Regions from separate parts of the Mus musculus genome. Here region 2 is linked to region 1. The links are chromatin contacts, called in public Hi-C maps. All regions are on one chromosome and are shown on one strand. The core of a region is the stretch at or near the end of the contact, and the rest is flanking DNA. Distances in the headings are between cores, read along the strand shown. Region 1 overlaps Rec114 (REC114 meiotic recombination protein). Region 2 overlaps Hcn4 (hyperpolarization-activated, cyclic nucleotide-gated K+ 4).

What was found. A called contact is a pair of places that touch in the nucleus more often than the background predicts.
Region 2: a Hi-C map of olfactory sensory neurons shows a contact between it and region 1, with 4 times the contacts expected there. The contact joins two enhancer-like sites. A contact is called at or near these places in 1 of 39 promoter capture datasets (liver), 6 of 15 datasets of contacts at CTCF or cohesin (embryonic stem cells, hippocampal excitatory neurons, liver and 2 more), 130 of 484 Hi-C or Micro-C datasets (3T3-L1-derived adipocytes, the AML12 cell line, the AtT-20 cell line and 60 more), 17 of 115 datasets of contacts at active chromatin or transcription factors (the NIH/3T3 cell line, astrocytes, bone marrow-derived dendritic cells and 8 more) and 2 of 9 other capture datasets (adipose tissue and embryonic stem cells).

The regions. Positions count from the first base shown.
Region 1 is chr9:58,695,079-58,702,240 of GRCm38.p6, forward strand. The region is part of intron 2 of Rec114 (REC114 meiotic recombination protein); the gene reads right to left. It also overlaps the pseudogene Gm20620. Among named protein-coding and RNA genes, the nearest start is that of Rec114, 43 kb to the right of the region's middle. Within about 2 kb of position 3,478, at least 5 of the 459 cell types and tissues checked have an H3K27ac peak or open chromatin away from gene starts, as enhancers often do. A contact at or near this core is called in olfactory sensory neurons, where this site is marked.
Region 2 is chr9:58,861,455-58,868,616 of GRCm38.p6, forward strand. It overlaps Hcn4 (hyperpolarization-activated, cyclic nucleotide-gated K+ 4), which reads left to right. Exons shown (of 8, transcript NM_001081192.3): 8 at 1-1,721. Among named protein-coding and RNA genes, the nearest start is that of Hcn4, 42 kb to the left of the region's middle. Within about 2 kb of position 2,562, at least 20 of the 459 cell types and tissues checked have an H3K27ac peak or open chromatin away from gene starts, as enhancers often do. A contact at or near this core is called in olfactory sensory neurons, where this site is marked.

The DNA of each region.
Region 1 (7,162 bases), core at 2,228-4,727:
ACCTGCTGGCTCACATTCAGCAATGTTAAATTTGAGAGAGAGAGAAAATATGTGCATGTGTGGACTACAGCAGTCATGTGGGGGTTGGAGGATAACTTTGTTTGTGTGTGTGTGTCTGTATGTGTGTGTGTGCATGTGTGTGTGTGCATGTGTGGACTACAGTAGTCACGTGGGGGTTGGAGGATAACTTTGTGTGTGTCTGTATGTGTGTATGTGCATATGTGTGTGTGCATGTGTGGACTACAGCAGTCACGTGGGGGTTGGAGGATAACTTTCAGGAACTGGTCTTCCCTTCCACTTGTGTGGCAGTCTCTTTCTGCTATGTCTGCTCTCATGCCATGTGTACTGGCTTAGCTGGCCAGTAAGCTTTGGGGCTGATTCTCTTCTCTGCCTCCCATCTTGCCACAGGAGCGCTGGGATTACAGACGTGCACCACCATATCCAGCTCCTCTGCCCCATTTTATTTTTCATGGGTGTTTTGTCTGCACGTATATGTGTGCACCATGTACCTGAAGAGGTCAGAAGATGGTACCAGATCCCCTGGGACTGGGGTTACAGACAGTTGTGAGCTGCCATACGGGTACTGGGAAGAGAACCCTGGTCCTCTGCAAGGGTAGCCAGTGCTCTGAACCACTGAGAAATCTCTAAAGCCCCCACATCCAGCTTTATTTTTTTTTAAGGTCTTCACATTTTTATTCTTTGTGCACAGAGACTAGCATCATCCGTTCCACTTGGTAGTCAGTCGAACAATCCATTCAAGGTCGCTTAGTCCAACTTAATGAAGCCTATGTCCTTCGCGTACTGCCAGAAGCACTGGCGACACATGTTCAGCCGGTATTTGGGAATCAGACCGCGGCGGTTGGAGCAGACTCGGCAAGAGCGAGAACCCTGGCTGAACTTCCGTGGGTGACTCCAGTAGAGCTTCTGGTGACCTGCGTTGCCTTCAGACGCCCAACGAGGAGAAAGGACATCCAGCTTTTTATGCAGGTTCCAGGATTGGAACTCAGGTCACTGGGCTTGTATAGCCAGTGCTGTCTGTGGGGATTCAGGAATCACCAAGTTAAACCAAACCAGCACCGATCTCAGTAAAGCAAGAATGGAGCAGACTCGGCAAGAGCGAGAACTCAGTAAAGCAAGAATGGTTTATTAAGCACAGATGGTAATATTGGATATCCAGGATCACAAAAAGAACTTGGGAGCCTAACCGTAGTGCTAGTCTGCTCTCAGAGTAGAATTTTTATAGGAAAAAACAGGTAAAAAAGTTTAAGGGGCAAGGAGAGGAGCAGTTGGGTCACTAGGCAAACTGACCCTTAGGCTGACTAGTTCTGAGTAAGGTAAGGGGGGTGGTGGATGGGTGGTGAACGGGAATTTCAGAACACTGAGATAACAGAGCATGAGTATTATAATCATAAATGTTTGGCTTATTAGTAGCATTCTTCAGTGTCAGCCACAAAAGCCACAGTGAGCTCATATGTAGGTACAGGAAGGGCTGCCCGGTGGTCAGCTCTGACTCAAGCCATTTAGGACACATGTACTGGCTAGTTTTGTGTCAACTTGACACAGATGGGGTTATCACAGAGAAAGGAGCTTCAGTTGAGGAAATGCCTCCATGAGATCCAACTCTAAGGCATTTTCTCAATTAGTGATCAAGGGGGAAAGGCCCCTTGTGGGTGAGACCATCTCTGGGCTGGTAGTCTTGGGTTCTATAAGAGAGCAGGCTGAGCAAGCCAGGGGAGGCAAGCCAGTAAAGAACATCCCTCCAAGGCCTCTGCATCAGCTCCTGCTTCCTGGCCTGCTTGAGTTCCAGTCCTGACTTCCTTTGGTGATGAACAGCAGTATGGAAGTGTAAGCCAAATAAACCCTTTCCTCCCCAACTTGCTTCTTGGTCATGATGTTTGTGCAGGAATACAAACCCTGACTAAGACAAATTGGTACCAGCAGAGTGGGGTATTCCTGTGACAACCTGACCATGTTTTGGGGAGGTCTGTGCAAGGACTTTGGAACTTTGGGCTTGAAGATCCATTCGTTGTTAAGAGCTCTGTCAGATGTTTTGTAAGAGCTTGGAAGATAATGTTGAGAACAGTGCAGAAGATGGAGGCCTGGCTTGTGAAATTTCAGAGGGAAAATTAAAGACTCTTTTCAGGGCCATTGCTGTTTTGATTGTGAAGATTCTGTAGTTCTGGTTAGCTGGGGCTGAAGAATCAGCTGTGATTAACAAGATACCAGAACTACCAAAGCAAAAACTTTGCATTACTGGGACTATTGATGCTGGTTAGCTGGAGCTAAGAAATTAGCGGTGATTAAGAAGAGACCAGCATCATTGAGGTGACATCTTCTGGGAAGTGTTTTCTGAGAGCACAGTGGCTGCGTTCCAGATATAGCCAAAGTTGTACCTTGTGCTGTGGCTGGACTTGGTAATGTGTAAGGGTCACTCAGGTGGTACTGGTTTTGAAGGCATGAAGGAGTTGAGCAGCTGAGGCTTGGCACTGTGATAGGCCATGGAAGGCCATTGGTTAAAGTGCAGCCTCAGTTGCAATTGATGGCCCAGGACTGAAGGGGTCATGCAGTGTTTTGGAGATGCCAGTACCATGAGATGACCACCAAGAGCAGCAGCAGCAGTGGAGTACAGGCATCTGGAGCCTAGAGGATGAAGCGTGTGCTACAAAGTGCATGGCTGGAGAAGTGACCCAAGTCCTTGGAGGAGCCCAGAAGATCGTAAGTTGGATCCCAGACATTGGACGGTTGGAGATTGACTTTTGCTTTTGATTGTGACTGTGCCCTGATATTTTCCCTCTTGAAGGAAGAAACTGTTTTAGTGGAGCCCACAGTTAAGAGACTTTTAATTGTAAAAAGACTTTGGATTTTAAAAGAGATGGATATCTTAAAGAGATTGAAATTTTAAGAATATGTAAAGACTGTGGGACTTTTAAAGTTATTTAGATCTTGGGGATGGATAAGAATGTAAGGGTTGAGGCTTACTAGTGATGTGTTTGTGTGTCAAGTTGACAAGGGGTCAATTGTACTGGCTAGTTTTGTGTCAACTTGACACAGATGGGGTTATCACAGAGAAAGGAGCTTCAGTTGAGGAAATGCCTCCATGAGATCCAACTCTAAGGCATTTTCTCAATTAGTGATCAAGGGGGAAAGGCCCCTTGTGGGTGAGACCATCTCTGGGCTGGTAGTCTTGGGTTCTATAAGAGAGCAGGCTGAGCAAGCCAGGGGAGGCAAGCCAGTAAAGAACATCCCTCCAAGGCCTCTGCATCAGCTCCTGCTTCCTGGCCTGCTTGAGTTCCAGTCCTGACTTCCTTTGGTGATGAACAGCAGTATGGAAGTGTAAGCCAAATAAACCCTTTCCTCCCCAACTTGCTTCTTGGTCATGATGTTTGTGCAGGAATACAAACCCTGACTAAGACAACACAACAGTTCAAATTGACCTTTGATTTGATGGGTCCTACATAAGGCTTTGTGGAATTTCATAAGATTATCAAGCCTCATACAGAACATTCAGAACATACAGAACAAAACAGGGAATGTGGTCAGCGTGTCCTTGAGCCATGTCACTTCTCTGTGTCAATGACCGGCAGACATGTTACAGCAACAATATGAAATAGCTGGCAGGCATGAAACAAAATGGCCACAGCTATTCAGGGTGCTGGGGGTCAGAACATAACAGTTTTACCTGCTGGGCCATCTCCTCAGCCCACAGTTGCATTTTAACAAAAGACCCAAATCCTTAAGAACTCACTGAGAAGCACTGCTCTATAAACTCAGCCAGTCTGCTCCTAGGCAGTACTGGAAAACAACATACAGCGTTCACCAAAAGATACATATTGAAATGCTTTTAATAGCATGACTTGATAGTTAAAAACTAGAAATGACCCAAATTTCTCTGTGAAAGATTCATAGAATAGCCAACAACTGCACACATCAATTTAGATGAGCCCCGTAAAACGGTAAAGGGTGACAACTCAGACACAGAGGAGTCCTTACTCTGTGCTTAGAGGCTACACTGCTGCTGGCCTCTGGGGAGACAGATATGCAGCTGTCACCGAGGGCAACCCTAGAAAGGCTTCTGGGAGACACAATTAGTGAGGCTACCAACATCCACATGAACTACGTGCTTCGCCAGGCATCCAGGAGGAGAGTTACACCTCAATGTCAGAGCACAGGCTGCAGAGTAACTGGAACTGCACAGACTGGCACTCAAGTAAGCATGCCTGCTGGGAGAGCCAGATCCTCCAATCGCCTTAAATCAGCACAGGAGTTTCTTATAAAATTAAATACTCAAATACTCACTTACTACTCGATAAATTCTTATAAAATTAAATACTCAAATACTCACTTACTACTCGATAATCCTATACCTAGGTATTACCCAAGAGAAGTTGAGGTAATATATGAAACCTTGAAGGTAAATGTTCACAGTTTTGGCTAGGCAGTGGTGGTGGCACACGCCTTTAATCCCAGCACTTGAAATGCAGAGGCAGGCGGATCTCTGTGCATTTGAGGTCAGCCTGGTCTACAGAGTTGCGGTCCAGAATAGCCATGGCTACCCACAGTCTGCTCTGACAAACGAAGAACAAAATCAACAAAATGTTCACAGTAGCTTCATTTATAATTGTCCCAAATTAGAAATAACCCAACCATCCATCCACGGAGAGATGGGTAAACTGCGGTACGTTCATAAGTGAAATGTGGCCAACGGTAAAGAACACGACTCATTCAACAACAAACACAAGCCTCAAAACCATGCAGAGGTACAGAAGCCAGACACAAAAGAACACATTTCTCGTGAGGCCAGACAAATCGACAGGACCAGAAAGAAGAGCAGGGAGGGTATTTTGTCACAGCAACAGAAACCAGCCACGAATGCAGTGGCCCAAGGGAACGCTCCACAGTACACTGGAGGTTTATCGCACATCAGTGAACTTAACTCCTACAAGCTGCATCCTAATGAAACTAAGCCAATTAGAGACTAAAAGAAGATTTTTAAAGATTTAACATTTTTACAACATATAGAAAAATGGCAGTACCACCAGAGACAGAATCTCAGCAGTACTTCACAGGAAACGTGAAGGACACTGACTTCTAGGATGCTGGGAAACCCGAGAGGGACAGCGGAACACTGATGGGTTTCTACCATAAAACAATGCAGATGGAAGCCAAATGCTTACACACACTCTCTCCATTAGAAGCTGACTGTCCCGTAAGCCCCTCTGGAATGAGGAATAATTTCCATAGTTTAAAGGGCTGTGGTCCAGCAAAGAGTCTGCCTAAGACCTAGTAACAACTTGTGAAATCACAAAATTCAACAAAGCCACACTGAAAGAGACACTTATTTACTCTAGCCCAGGGCAGTCATCTCACTTCTGCCAAGGCAGCTTCCCTGAACTGAAAAAGGAACTTAATCCCGATTCCAGGGCTCTGGGGCTCTGAGTGTATTTTCCCTTTCTACACTAAAATGTCACAGTCAGCATCCAGGACAAGCCACCACCGTCATCAGTTTGGAAAGAGTGTTAGGCAGGCAAGTAAGACAACTGAGTGCTGCAGGTTAGTGGCTGACTGACACACTTCTGTGGATGTTTTGTTTTTCCCAAGTTCACAGCCTATACACCTCTTCTAGGATCAGACTGTGTACGGCAACTCAAGCCTTGGACTGCATCTCTGGCATGACCGTAGAAGGAGGGGAGCCTCAGCTTGGGAAGTGGGTTCACTTGCCTCTGCTCATTCACTCCTTCCACAGTGTAAGGACACAGAGCTTGTCCCCTGGCACTCACTGGAAGCAGAGGGCAGCCCTGGCCCTACACCAACCAATCCCCCAGCCCACAAGAAGGAACAGCAGCACACCGGTTCCTCATTAAGGTGCTGGGGATGATCTCAGATTCCAAAGGGGAGCTGAGAGACAAGGCAGGGGAGTCAAGGCACAGGGCTCACATACCTCCCAGGAGAGTAGCGGGGCCGTCTTCGGTAAGCATTGCATAAAATCTAAAGCTTATGTGCAAGTGGGAAAGTAACGTAGAGTAGTAAAATGTTTTTCCTCTTGCTTACCCAGCTATCTTGTCGTTGCTGCCGACGGTTCAAAGGGAAGATGACTACAAAGGAGATGTATATAGCACTCAGGAAGCTGAGGCAGGGGGATTATGAGTTTAAGGCTAGTCTGGACTGTACAGTGAAACTCTGTCAGAAGAAAAGAGAAGGGTGAGCTGGAGAGATGGTTCAGTGGTTAAGAGCACTGACTGCTCTTCCAGAGGACCTGGGTTCAATTCCCAGCATCCACATGGTGGCTCACAACCATCTGTAATGAGGTCTGATGCCCTCTTCTGGTGTGTCTGAAGACAGCTACAGTGTACTCACATACATAAAATAAATCATTCTTTAAAAAAAGAAAAAGAAAAAGAAAAGAGGAGGGGAGGGAAGGGGAGGGGAGGGAACTGGCATTAATTTAAAGAGTTTAATCTAGGAATGACTTCATATCAAAAACTTGCACTAAATCCCCCTCTTGAAAATTCTCAGACTGATAGAGGGAACATTTTTTTAAAAACCTAACTGGATTAAAACAGCGTTTGAAGGTTAGAGGTTCACTTAAACAGGAATGCACTATTTCTTGATGGTAAACAAAGAGGAGATTTCTTTCTGTAGAACATTAGCTCTGAGTGTGAAAGATAAAAAGATGAAAGCGAAACACCAGGAGCTCCATCACCTTAGGGGTGACCCAGGCTCCTAGAAGACAGGACTAAACTGCCTCAAGCTAGTTCACTGAGTCTCATTCAGGTGAAGACAAGCAGGTGTGGGGGGGGGGGGTGAGCAGGACTTACTGACATAAAAGAGTGGCTGGAAACTATGGCCAAAGTCTTGGGAAATAACTCCCCTGTGGGCTATTTCTAGAATGCTGGTCTGAGACTCTGGCTTCCTGACTTCTAAAGGAAGAGGGAAATGAAAACAGTGTTTTCACATCTGGAGAGACAGCCCAAAGGAGTAACAAGTGATCCCACTTATTTATTTAGATTAATTTTTAGGTTTTGTGTATGAGTGTTTTACTTGCTAGATGTACGTGCACTGTATATGTACCCAGTGCCCACAGAGGTCAGAAGTGGGTGTCAGAACCCCTGGAGCTGGAGTTACAAATGGTTGTGAGCCACCATGTGGGTGCCAGGAACTGAAC
Region 2 (7,162 bases), core at 1,312-3,811, 170 kb after region 1:
TGTGGCCCGCAGGCTGGGCACTGCAGGCTCTGGGGGAAGTTCTCTCTCCCAGCCCTCAGGGAAGGGGACCCCTGGAACCTTGCAGCAGACCCTCTTTCCCCATCTCTGGGCTGCAACCCAGTTCTAGCCCAACCTCTAGTCCCATGGAAGGGGAAGACTCCAGGCCGAGCCTTTCACCTCCCAGGGCTTCAAGCACACCTGTCACCTCTGTGGCCCGAAGTTTCTCCAGCTGTACAACGGGAGGGGAGGGGAACGTCTATTTATTGAGTCTGTTCTGTGCCAAGCACTGGTTATACATACTCACAGACTGGGGGGTGAGGATTATGGTTTCTCCCATTTCACAGGTGAGGAAACTGAGGGTTGATTAGAATCACATAACCAGGAGTGGCAGAGCTGGTCTGGTCTGAGCTGCAAATCAACCTCCCTAAGGTTAAAGCCTGTATTCCTCCCATCAGAAAACTGTGTTTGGTACAGCCCTAGCTTTTGGTCCCTAGGCAAAGTACAGGAGGAAGAGATGGGAGCTTGGTAGCAGTCAGACTTCAGTTCAAATCCCAGTTCTGCCACTTCTTAGCTGTGTGGCCTTGGGCAAGTTATCTGACCTTTCTGTTCCCTCATTAGTAAAATAAGAACTATGGAACTGCCTCACAATGACCAGTGAGAACCAGATAAGAAAAAGATGTGAAACGCCCAGCCCAGTGCCTGGCACACAGCATAGTAGGTGCTCAATAAATCATGTTTCTTCACCACCCCCCCCCCTCATAAACTTAGCCCATTGCTCCAGTGAACTATGATGAGAGCCCAGGGGATTTTAGCTGAGGGCTCCAAGACTTAAAACTCTCAGGACTCAGGAGGTGGCTGGGCCTCCATCATGGCTGGAGGAAGGTGCGTGGCCAGTGGTGGGCTTGAGTCAGGCCTTGGGATATGGGAAGTGTGGGTAAAGAAAGGAATTAGAGGAGAGAGTGCATAGGAGAGGTTACTGCAGTGATGTTGAGATGTGGGGCAGGGCCTCTGGGGGAGACATAGAGGATGGGGACCTCGGATGAGAGGCTAAGCTGATCTGTGGCTTTGGCCCTGAATTAGAAGCAGATGTCAGGACCCTGGAGGAGGCACAGCCAACAGCTTCCCTATCCATGGGTCGGAGCAGGTAGGACTGATGCCCGTGCAGTGAGGGGGCTGGTTCTACCATGCCTGTCATCCCCATGCAGCAGCCAGAAGGGTGGCATGAGCAGGTTTGGCCCTGGGGTGCCACAGGGAATCCTTTGTGGGTGGCTTGCAGGGAAAGAGAGGGTGAAGTCCCTGGTGCCCTAGAAAATCTGCAGGAGCCCTAGGTTATACAGGGCTGGGAGAAGCCTCCCAGACTGAGAGTCTTCGGACCTGTGTTCTGTCCCCCAAGGAAGGGAGCTTAGGGAGCCAGCTGGACGCCACAGAACCTGCAGTCCACCCTTGAGGAATAGGAGAGGAGCTGGGGTCTGGGATAAGGAGTGAGGGGTCTCTTGTCAACAGGCCTGGCCTAGCCACCCTTCTCTACTGATACATGCATTTTATAAACACCGACACACTGGCAAACTCCTTGGTGACTATGGAGAGGCCAGGTCCAGTCCATAGGACCTTCTACCCCACAACCTCTACAAGCAATTTTCAAATCTTCCACTTTTAAAACAGAAAAACGGTCAAACACACCGTCTTGTATATTTTATTTAAATAAAAAAAATTACAGCAAATGCCGCCTTACTTGGGGGGGGGGTCAGAGATGGAGTGGTGAGGTTCACAGGGAAACCTGGAGCCTCCAGTGAGGATGTGGGGGTGGGAGTGGGACACTGCCCCTTGAGCAGCTGTGAACACACGTGCATGAGCCTCCCCCATCACAGAAGCATGGAGTTGAGTTATATGCAGAACTGTGCATGGGAGCGTGAGGCCTGACTACAGAGAGATGTGTACCTGCGTCCAACCTGTGTGTGTGGGGGGTTGAGATGGTGTATCCCCAGTGTCATGTGTGAAGGCGGAAGGACCCTGATGCAGGCCCTCTTCCCTGCCTCTGCCACAGCTCCACAGTCCTCGGAAGAGGAGGAGGAGGCCAGTACATGACACATGATCTCCAACCAGCTAAATGCTGAGCAGGCGACACACCCTCTTGCTGCAGACAGGCCCTCAGGAGAGGACGATTAGCTGGGGGCAGGAGGTGAGCAGTCGTGAGGAGAGCATCATAGGCACCAGTGGATGGAGGACAGATGTGGGGCTCTAGCAGTCCAAGGTCAGACCTGGCACTAGGAGGTGTGTGGCACCAACTTCTCCCTCACACTCTTGTACCTAACCGTTGGCTACAAAGGGCTCCCACAGGCCCTTGGACCTTGATAGTCAGGGCAGGTGTCTGGGGTCGGAAGAGCAGTCTTCAGCTTCCTGGTTGGTGGGGGAATAACATCCTGCCTGTGTAAAGAGGGGGATTGCCTCTGGAAAGAGCAGGGAACCTGGCCAGTTGTTCCCCATCACTGCTTGCCTAGGCTGTTTCCGTGGTGACAGGCCTGGGAGCCCTGTTGCTAAGCAGACAGCTCGGCCGCCCAGCATCCCCATGACAACTGCCCCCTGTGGCCAGGTGGCAGAGCTTCCTTGGGGACCCCATTGACACGATATAGGCGAGGCTAAACTCAGCTGCTGTGGGGGCAGCCTAGGCTGGACCACAGTGGCCTCTGGTGGAGGTGGCCTCTGGGGCTGGGCAGGGGTGGGCGGGGAGCCTTCATAGGTGGGGTAGGGTGAGGTGGAATTAGAGGCAGGGTGGTTACACCAGCTGTTTTGTTCCTAGACTTCATAGGGGCAGGTAGTAAGTGCCTACTGTATATTAGGCCCTGGGTGCTTTCCTGTTGTCTCATTTCGTTCTCTCACCAACTCTAAAGTCAAAAGCCTCAATGACAGTGAGCCACAGGAAAGAGGTGTGAGGCTCAGAGCTGGTGCTCACTGGATGCCCATCAGCCAGAGTGGAGGGAGCTGGATCATACTCAGCAGGAGACTGAGGCCTTGCCCCTGTGCACGGGGCAAGCAGAGGCAGGGTGGGACAATGATAACACGGAGTGATGGTCTGCATAGAACTGAAGACCCACAGGGAAAACGGTGGTTGGCTTATTTTCCTTACCATTGACTAACAATTCTAAAGAGCCAGTGGTGAAATATTCCCCTCTCCCCAAATCTAAAAACGCCACCTCCCCGACAAGCTTCGGCCCCACGGGACAGCTCTTGTTCTTCTGGCAATCAGAAAGATGAGACGGCCCAAGATAACTCTGAGGCCTCAGTGGAACTAAACTAGACTGGAAAATTCAAATTGTGTGTGTGTGTGTGTGTGTGTGTGTGTGTGTGTGTATCAAACCTAGGGCCTCTCATAAGCCAGGCAAGTGCTGTACCATGCTGAGCTACATCCTCTGCATTGTTTCTTGAGACAGGTCTTGCTAAGTTACTCAGGCTGGCCTTGAGTTCAGCCCAGGCAAGCTTTGACATGCCTCAGCCTCTTGCCTCAGCCTCCTCTTGAACAGTTGAGGTCATAGGTCTGCACCAGGCCATTCCAAAGAAAATCTGAACGACTTAGAATGCTCCCTGGAGACTGCCCATCCCGAGAGCTAGATGTTGCTGTCTTCAGCAGAATGTCCTAAGGGCAGTCTCAACTCTCTGCTCTTACTTCTTACCCTGGAAGTCACTTCTTCCTCCCTAGCAATGTGACTTCCAGTTCTCTTTCCTGGGAAAGGCTCTGAGCCAGTCCTCTAGTCCACACTGGAGAAACCAGGACCGATGTCCATGCCTAGTCTTGTGGTTCTCCTCAGTGTCAGACCCCATTGGTCAGGTTCTCCCCAGAGTTGGGGTTCCCACTCTCCCTACTTAACCTAGACTCAGCTGTAAGAGTTCCTCTTCTTCCCAAAGGTTGGTGCTGATGGGCCTCTGGTCTTGGGCTCCTCTCTTGTCACTCCATGCGCCCTTCCGGGGCGACCTCACCATACCCAGGGCTTTCCCCCCTTTGTAGACAAAAGCCTCCCACACTTTCTCTCAACCCAGGCTCCCTATTCCCTCAGCCTTGGCTGGGGCTTCATCCTCTTCTGATGGACTAGGCTCTTCTACTCTCTGCTGCTTACAGCCCCCAGTGAGGTACAGAGCATTCTCCTGATGACCTCTGCCCCTGCAACCTCCCCCACCCCCCGCCCTGACCCTGTTGATTTTATTTCTTTAATTCTCTTTCTCTTGAAGGTGGAATATTTCAGGTAGGCAGAAGACACATTCCATATGAAGATATTAACAACACTAGCCTCTTACCACTCACCTAGTTTAAGAAACAGAACATAAAGAACACCTTTGAAGGCATCTTCTCTGTGGTTGTCGGTGGCTGTGCTTCTCCAGGCAGAATCACATATCTGAGAGCTACCATCCATTCCCTTTTACAGAAATAAGGTCTGTATTTGGTATAATGTATTTGGTTGTGTACCCAGGGTGAGGAGTTGAATTAGAAGTAGCTGCTTGGAGAGGTGAAGGATTTTGTTGTCAACATTGCTCAGAATGTCTGTATGTTGGTTAGTTTTGTTACTGTTTTAAATTTCTCTACAATAAGGATCTACAGGTTTGAGGATATCACTCAGTTGGCAGAGTACTTGCCTATAATGTATAAATCTCTGGGTTCCACCCCCAGCACTGCGTAAGACCAGGCATGGTGGCACATGCCTATAACCCCAGTACTCAGGAGGTGGAGGCAGAGGGGCTAGGGGTCAAGGGCAGCCATAGAGCCAGCTTAAGGCCAGCCTGGACAGAGTAAGCCCTGTTACAGCAACAAGAAGTGTCTTTTTATTGCCTGTGGTGGGGTGGGCCACACTCCTCTAAGCTCTGTAGTTCACTGAATTCTTGGTTTTAAAACAGTTGTTAAACGAATTTGCCATTGTGTTGTACATTTATTTGTACATCACTGTGGGGTGCTGTGGTCTCTTCTTTGTTTCACCTGTGTAGGGCTCCAGTCTGGAGATGGGAAAGGCAAGTCAGGTTCTCACGCTTGCAAACACCGCTGTTCCAAAAGCTCCCAGTTGCGAGGTTCCTGCTGAACTGTCTCTAGGCTCCATATCCAGTAGTGGAGCAGTTACTGACAAATTAATCTTCTTTTTATGAGACAATGCCAACTTGTTTAAGTAGTTCAAACAACTTACACTCCCACCTGCAGGGTATGAGTTATTCTTGCTCCACATTCTTGCCAATAACGCGGGAGTCATCAGGCTTCTTCCTCTCCCAGCCTAGTGCTAATAATTGTGTTTTAATGAGCAAAACTCTAATTACTAGTAACACTGGGTCTCTGTTCATATACTAATTTGCCATATACTTTGTTCATATACTAATTTGTGTTTTTACTTCTGAGAAACAGGAATTTACGAGTTTTGTTCTATTTTCTATTGTCATTTGTCTTTTTGTTGATTTGTAGGACTTTTACACATATTAGGAAAACACAATAAATTTTTATTAACTATGTGTCACAAATATCCCCTTTCTATGTGTGATTGGTATCATGTGCTCTCTCTCCCTCCTTCCCCCTCCATCTCCTTTTCTTCCCTCCTCCTTTCCTCCCTCTCCTCTTATCTGTTTTGATAAGCGGATGATTTCTATATTAAAATGAAGTTTACATTTGTTAATATATTTCAAATTCTAGAAATTTCCCTAGTGCCTTCTTTGCCTAAGACATCTCTCCTACTCTGATCTTCTTCAGTCACTTTCTTTCATACTCCATTGCCATAGGGCCACAACATAACTACAAAAGAGGTTGTATATGTAGACTAGGGACCTGGAATACTTGCCAGTTGTCAGTTTTTATCAGTGTGGTGATGAAATAATCAACTAAAAGCAACATCAGGGAGGAAGGGCTTGTTTGCCTCACACTTCCGGGTTACAGTCCATTACTACAGGGAAGTCAAGGCAGGGACTTGAAGTCAAGTGTCACACCCACAGTCAAGAGTGGAGAGAGAACAGACACGTGGGTCTTGATTTACTGCTTAATCTCAGCGCATTTTCTCCCTTCATACTGCTCAGGACTCCCTGTTCAGGGATCGGCCCCACCCATGATGCCCTGCATCTTCCAACATTAGTTAACAGTCAAGGCAATCTCCCAAGAACACGAGCACAGAACAGCCCAATCTGTGTAATTTTCCATTGCGATTCTTCCCAGGTGGTTCCGGTCGCCTGTGTCAAGCTGATAGTTAACACTCACTAGTACACCAGCTTTGAACATCTTGGCCAGTTCTTTTAATATGGTTTTATAATGGTCTTCATCGGGTTTTACAGTTCACTGGATTTGTTTCTAGCTGCTCATGGTTTTGTTACTATTGCTAACTTTATCGATGCTTCCTATTGAGGTATAATTCATATGCAGCAAAATTCATCCATTTTAAGTGTGGAGACAATGAGGTCTTACAACCACCTCAACACTTAGAGTCAGAACATTTCCACGACCCCCTCCCACCCGCTTCAGTTCCTTCCTCTTACTTGGTTCCCAGCAGCCTGCTATTGTAGCCCTCATGTTCCGCTGCTTCTGAGATTTCATGTAAGTGGACTCAGAAGCACTTAGTCCACACCTGCCTGATGTACTTCCCTTAGCCCAGTACTTTTGAGCTCTGCCCATGGGATGCTGTGCTGAGTTTCCTTGTATGGCTTGGTCAGGATTTGTTTATTCATCGATGAACAACTGGGCTGTTTTCATTGTTGCCTATTAAGAATAAAGTTAGTATGAATATCTCTGTTCAAGACATATGAGTGTGGATTTTTAAAACACTTAAGTTGGCAAATACAAATTATCATACGCAACATAATGCATTGAAATATGTACTTAGTGAACTGGCTAAATTGAGCTAATGGGCATGTATTACTTCATATGTCATATTTTTTTGTGGTGAGAACACTTAAAAACTTATTCTTCTAATTGTTTCAAAATGAATATAAGTTTTTGTTGATTATAAATACCCAGCAATGATTCTCCTGAGTCATATGATTAATATATTTGTAATTTCATTTTCCAAAGTGGAAGGGCTGCTTGCATTTCTATCAGCAATTATCCGAGCTTCCTAGTCACTTCATTTCCTTACGCTTGCAATCAGCTGCCATGTATGTATCAGCTCCAGAGGTATGCCATGTAAACTCTGCTTTCAGTTTGCATTTTCACAAG